Regions from separate parts of the Anser cygnoides genome. Here region 1 is linked to region 2. The links are chromatin contacts, called in public Hi-C maps. All regions are on one chromosome and are shown on one strand. Each heading gives the region's core, a stretch centred on a gene start, on an enhancer-like site or on the middle of the called end of the contact. The rest is flanking DNA. Distances are from core to core; before and after follow the strand shown.

The links. A called contact is a pair of places that touch in the nucleus more often than the background predicts.
Region 1: a Hi-C map of liver shows a contact between it and region 2, with 7 times the contacts expected there. The contact joins the promoter of TRIM8 here to the promoter of CYP17A1 in region 2. A contact is called at or near these places in 3 of 7 Hi-C or Micro-C datasets (all in liver).

Annotation. Positions count from the first base shown.
Region 1 is chr7:13,817,683-13,820,382 of Taihu_goose_T2T_genome, forward strand. TRIM8 (tripartite motif containing 8) reads right to left here and starts at 1,366. Exons shown (of 7, transcript XM_048060435.2): 1 at 289-1,366. LOC136791219 (a long non-coding RNA gene) reads left to right here and starts at 2,322. Exons shown (of 2, transcript XR_010832711.1): 1 at 2,322-2,700.
Region 2 is chr7:13,686,314-13,689,013 of Taihu_goose_T2T_genome, forward strand. CYP17A1 (cytochrome P450 family 17 subfamily A member 1) reads left to right here and starts at 1,414. Exons shown (of 8, transcript XM_013174485.3): 1 at 1,414-1,757; 2 at 1,858-1,996; 3 at 2,204-2,433; 4 at 2,568-2,654. The coding sequence starts at 1,446. It overlaps BORCS7 (BLOC-1 related complex subunit 7), which reads right to left and starts at 300. Exons shown (of 4, transcript XM_067000233.1): 1 at 94-300. The coding sequence starts at 234.

The DNA.
Region 1 (2,700 bases), core at 116-2,615, 130 kb after region 2:
AGTCTCGGGGTGAATCGCTGGGCTCCCCCCCTCCTCCCCGGCACGCACGGTAAATAAAAAACCTCAACAGATCCCTAAAATCGGGAATAAAAATGAGCCACGGGGCAGCACTCTAGGAATCTCAAGCACGAAAACACGGTATCTGTGTCGTTTCATTAAAAAAGCAAGGCAAACGGTTAAAAAAAAAAAAAAAAAAGGCGTGATACTGTAGGATTTACAACCCGAAGTCTTAACAACCCCCAAAAGCAATTTGTCTCTTTTTATCCCCGAGGGCGAATCGAAACTTACCGAAGGTTGAAAAAAATCCATACAAAATCCAGCAGCAGGGTCCAAGTGCCATATAAACCTCCTAAATTTAGCGCTCCGGATTTGATTTTTCTTTTCTTAGGTTTGCAACCGACATTCAATATTTTAAAGGGACTTTTGTCCCCCACCAACCTGGCTAGCAGCTGAGAGCCCAGACTCGCTCAGATTTTTTTTTTTTCCTGTATTCCTCCTCCCTCTCTCCCTGATGGGAGTTCGGAATCGGAGTCTTTTAAAGGAAACAGATCAAAGGGTTAAGATCCAAAACGGGAAAAGGAGGAAGATTAAAAATAATTAAAAAAAAAAAAATAACAGCAATGATGACGACGGTGAAAAAAAAAACGACTTCTCTCCGCGGCCCCAAAGGTTTGCTTCTAACCCGGCAGAGCGGCGAAAAAAAAAAAGGAAGAGGAAAAAAAAGACAAGAAAAAAAAAAAAAGAGAAGAAAAAAAAAACCCCTCTCGCCTGCTTCAAAATTGTGAGGTCTTGAATGGGAGAGCTCAGAGGGAAGACAGGCCAATCATTCAGACGAGATTCCAGCCCCGAGCCCAAAGCAACCCTCCCAGCCTCTGCCTCCGTTCATAAATAGGAATGAAAAAAGAAAATGGGTTTCGCAAAGGGAGGGAGGGAGGGAGGAAGGAGGGAGGGGAGGGAGGGGGAGAGCCCGAGCGCCGCGGACCCAAAATCAACCTGCTCGGAATTCTCACGAGGGGCTGGGTCCTCTTCGGGGGAGGAAAATAAAATATTTAAAAAAAAAAAAAAAAAAAAAAAAAAAAGGAGAAGGGTTGGGGGGAGGAAGCAGGCTGGGGGGGGGCTCCAGCCTAGCCCGCTCTCATTCCAGCCCCCGGAGCGCCAGAGCCGCCCCCGGAGGGAGCCAACAAAGGGGCCGGGGCGGGCCGGGGCTGCCCAGCCGCTACCGGGGGGGGGGGCTCCGGGAACCGGGCACGGGCGGCGCAGCTCGGGGCGAGCCGAGTCAGCCCTCAGCCATTTTGAGCTGCCCTACCGGGGGAGAGAAAAAAAAAACAAAAAAAAGGTATTAAAAAAATCAATAATAAAAAAAATAAAGCCCCAACCCCAAACCCACCCGCGGCAGCACGCAGCCTCGCCGCCGCCTCCTCCTCCTCCTCCTCCTCCTCCCGCAGCCGAGCGGGGGGCGCTGAGGGGTGGGGGGGGGGGCGGCCCGGCCCCGCTGCCCCCCGGTGCCCGCTGCCGGTGCCGGTGCCCGGTGGGGGCCGCTCAGCGCCCCCCGCCCCCGCCGCCTCCGGCCATCTTGGGCTCGCCCCGGGCGCCGCCCGCCGGGCCCCACGCCCGGCCTCCCTCCGCCGCCCCCGGGAGGCGGCCGCGGCCGGGGCCGGGGCTCGGGGCTCGGGGCTCGGGGCTCGGGGTGGGGGGGGAGCAGCGAGCGGCGGGGGGGGGGCGCGGAGCCCCCGGGAGGGGGGGGGGGAGCGGGGCGGGCGCGGGGCGGCGCCGCGGAGGAGGCGGCTGAGGCTCAGCCCCGGCGGCGGGGGGCGCCCATGGGGGGGGGGGGGGGGAGCGGCGCTGCGGGACCGGCACCGCGGGACCAGCACCGGGAGCGGAGCGGGAGCGGGTCCGGATCGGCACCGGCGCCGCCCCCCCCCCCCCCCTTCCCGGGCAGGCGTCACCCGGCTCCGCCCCGCTGCCGGGGAGAGGGCTTCAAGCGGCCACGCGGCGGTGGGGACCGGCGGGGAGCGGGGAGGGCGGGGGGGAATGGGGACGGGGATACAGATGGGATGGGGTAGGGTGAGACGGGGTGGGTTGGGGATGGCGATGGGATGGGGTGGGATGGGATGGGGATGGGGATGGGGATACAGGTGGAGCAGGATGGGGTGGGATGGGATGGGGACAGGGGTGCAGATGGGGACGGGGATGCGGGTGGGGTGGGATGGGATGGGATGGGGGTGGGGGTGGGGATGGAGGCAGGGATACAGGTGGGGTGGGGTGGGGATAGGGTTTGTGTGGGGCAGGGTGGGATGGGGGTACAGGTGGGGTAGGGTGAGGTGGGGATGGGGATGGAGATACAGATGGGGCAGGGTGGGGTGAGGATGGGGATGGGATGGAGACAGGAATGGAGGTGGGGATGGGAATGCAGGTGGGATGGGATAGGATACGGGCGGGATGGGGTAGGGTGGGATGGGGATGGAGGCAGGGATACGGGTGGGATGGGATGGGATGGCGAGGGGATGGGGATACAGGTGGGATGGGAACGGGGATGGAGATACAGATGCGATGGGGTGGGGTGGGAAGGGGATGCAGATGGAATGGGGATGGGGATGGAATGGGGACAGGAAGGGAGACGGGGATGGGAATGCAGATGGGGCAAGGGTAGGGATGCAGGTGGGATGAGGATGGGGATACAGACATGGACAGCAGCTGACC
Region 2 (2,700 bases), core at 164-2,663:
CCCTCCACCGCCCCTCCGCTCTTCCCCGAGGGCCCCGCGGCCGCGTTGCATGCCGGGCCTTGTAGTCCGCCGCCGGCGGCGCCCGCCGCTCACCTCGGCGCTGCGGGAGCCCTTCAGCACCTGCTTGGTGAGGGCGATGACGTCGGTGCCGCAGCTCGTCACCTTCTCGGTCAGCAGCCCCTTCACCGAGTGCCCGAACCGCGCCTGGGCCTCCGCCGCGCCGCCCGCCGCCATCTTGCCCGCGGCACGCCCCGCCACCGCCGCGGCGCTACGGCGAGCGCGGAGGGACAGAAGAGGCGGGAAGGCGAAGGGCGGGGGGGGTGCCAGTGGTGACCAGTGCTGCCCAGTACCGACCGGTCCTGCACCATATTGCCCAGTGCTGCCCAGTACTAACCAGTTCTAACCAGTCCTGCACCATATCACCCAGTGGTGCCCAGTACTAACCAGTTCTGCACCACATTGCACAGTGATGCCCAGTATTGCCCAGTGCTGCCCAGTACTTACCAGTCCTGCACCGTATTGCCCAATGTTGCCCAGGACTGTCCAGTGCTGCCCAGTGCTGCCCAGGCATCCCAGTGCTGCCCAGTACTAACCAGTTCAAACCACTCCTGCACCATATCACCCAGTGCTCCCCAGTACTAACCAGTACTAGCCAGTTCTGCACCACATTGCACAGTGATGCCCAGTATTGCCCAGTACTAGCCAGTACTGACCAGTCCTGCACCGTATTGCCCAATGTTGCCCAGGACTGTCCAGTGCTGCCCAGTGCTGCCCAGGCATCCCAGTGCTGCCCAGTACTAACCAGTTCAAACAACTCCTGCACCATATCGCCCAGTGCTCCCCAGTACTAACCAGTACTAGCCAGTTCTGCACCACATTGCACAGTGATGCCCAGTATTGCCCAGTACTAGCCAGTACTGACCAGTCCTGCACCGTATTGCCCAATGTTGCCCAGGACTGTCCAGTGCTGCCCAGTGCTGCCCGGGCATCCCAGTGCTGCCCAGTGCTGCCCAGTACTAACCAGTTCAAACCACTCCTGCACCATATCGCCCAGTGCTGCCCAGTATTGCTCAGTGCTGCCCAGTACTAACCAATTCAAACCAGTCCTGCACCATATTGCCCAATTCTTCCCAGTATTGCCCAGGCATCCCAGTGCCGCCCAGTGCCCCAGCCCCTCTCGGGCACCAGGAGGGTCTCACAGCGTGTCAGCAGCCCCCAGCCCTCCCCCGTCCCCAGCCCCGGTCACTGCACCCAGAGGAGCCCCCAGGGGCTCCCCCCGTGCTCCCAGCCCCTCCGCCCTCTCCCCAGCTGCCGAGCTGGCCCAGCGCCCGTCACGGCCCGCCGCCATCCCCCCGATAAGCAGCCGAGCCCGTCCCAGGGTCAAGGGGACGCTGCCGGGCGGGTATAAAGGAGCGGGGGCCGCACAGCCCCGCAGCCGCCCCACCATGCTGCCGCTGGCCGCCCTGCTGCTGTGCCTGGCCCTGCTGTGCGCCTGGGGGCTGGCACGCCGGCGGGGTCCCACGGGGACGGGGACGGGGCGGCTGCGGAGCCTGCCAGCCCTGCCGCTGGTGGGGAGCCTGCTGCAGCTGGCCGGGCACCCCCAGCTCCACCTGCGGCTCTGGCGCCTGCAGGGCCGCTACGGCAGCCTCTACGGGCTCTGGATGGGCTCCCACTACGTGGTGGTGGTCAACAGCTACCAGCACGCCAGGGAGGTGCTGCTGAAGAAGGGGAAGGCTTTCGCCGGACGGCCCCGCACCGTGAGTCGGGGGGATGGCTTCGGGGGATCCCCCGGTGCGGGGCGAGGATGCTGTGGGGCTGCCTGGCAGCAGGGTGACCCCGTGGCCGTGTGCCCCGCAGGTGACCACGGACCTGCTGTCCCGGGGGGGCAAGGACATCGCCTTCGCCAGCTACAGCCCCCTCTGGAAGTTCCAGCGCAAGCTGGTGCACGCCGCCCTCTCCATGTTCGGGGAGGGCTCGCTCGCCCTCGAGAAGATCAGTAAGTGTCCCCCGCCACCCCGCTATCACGTGTGTGTGTCTTTTCTGTCCTCATTGCACCTCCGGCCTCTCTGCTCCATCCTGCCCCAAACATCCTCCCTGCTGCCCAGCCCCTCAGGCTCAGCCCCTGCTGGAGGTGCCTCCTGCCACCCCCTTGGCCACCCCCAGGGCTCAGCGTCCCCTCTCCTGCCTCTCCTTCCCCAAAAAGTCTGCCAGGAGGCCGCGTCCCTGTGTGAGACGCTCAGCGCCGCGCAGGATGCAGCCCTGGACATGGCCCCGGAGCTCACGCGGGCCGTCACCAACGTGGTCTGCTCCCTCTGCTTCAACTCCTCCTACCGGCGCGGGGACCCCGAGTTCGAGGCCATGCTGGAGTACAGCCAGGGCATCGTGGACACCGTGGCCAAGGAGAGCTTGGTGGACATCTTCCCCTGGCTCCAGGTGAGCGTGGACACAGGCACTGCGTGGTCTTCTCATGAGGGAAGAGAGGAAGGAGCTGGGGTGTGCCCTGCAGGAGGGAGCTAACGCTGGGCTGAGCTGGAGCCCTTTGCTGTAACGGAGCTTTTCTCCCCCAGATCTTCCCCAACAAGGACTTGGCCCTGCTGAAGAAGTGCCTCAAGGTCAGGGACGAGCTGCTCCAGCAGAAGTTCACCGAACACAAGGTGCCGAAGGGGCTGGGACAGGGGGCTGCGGGGTGCTGGAGCTGAG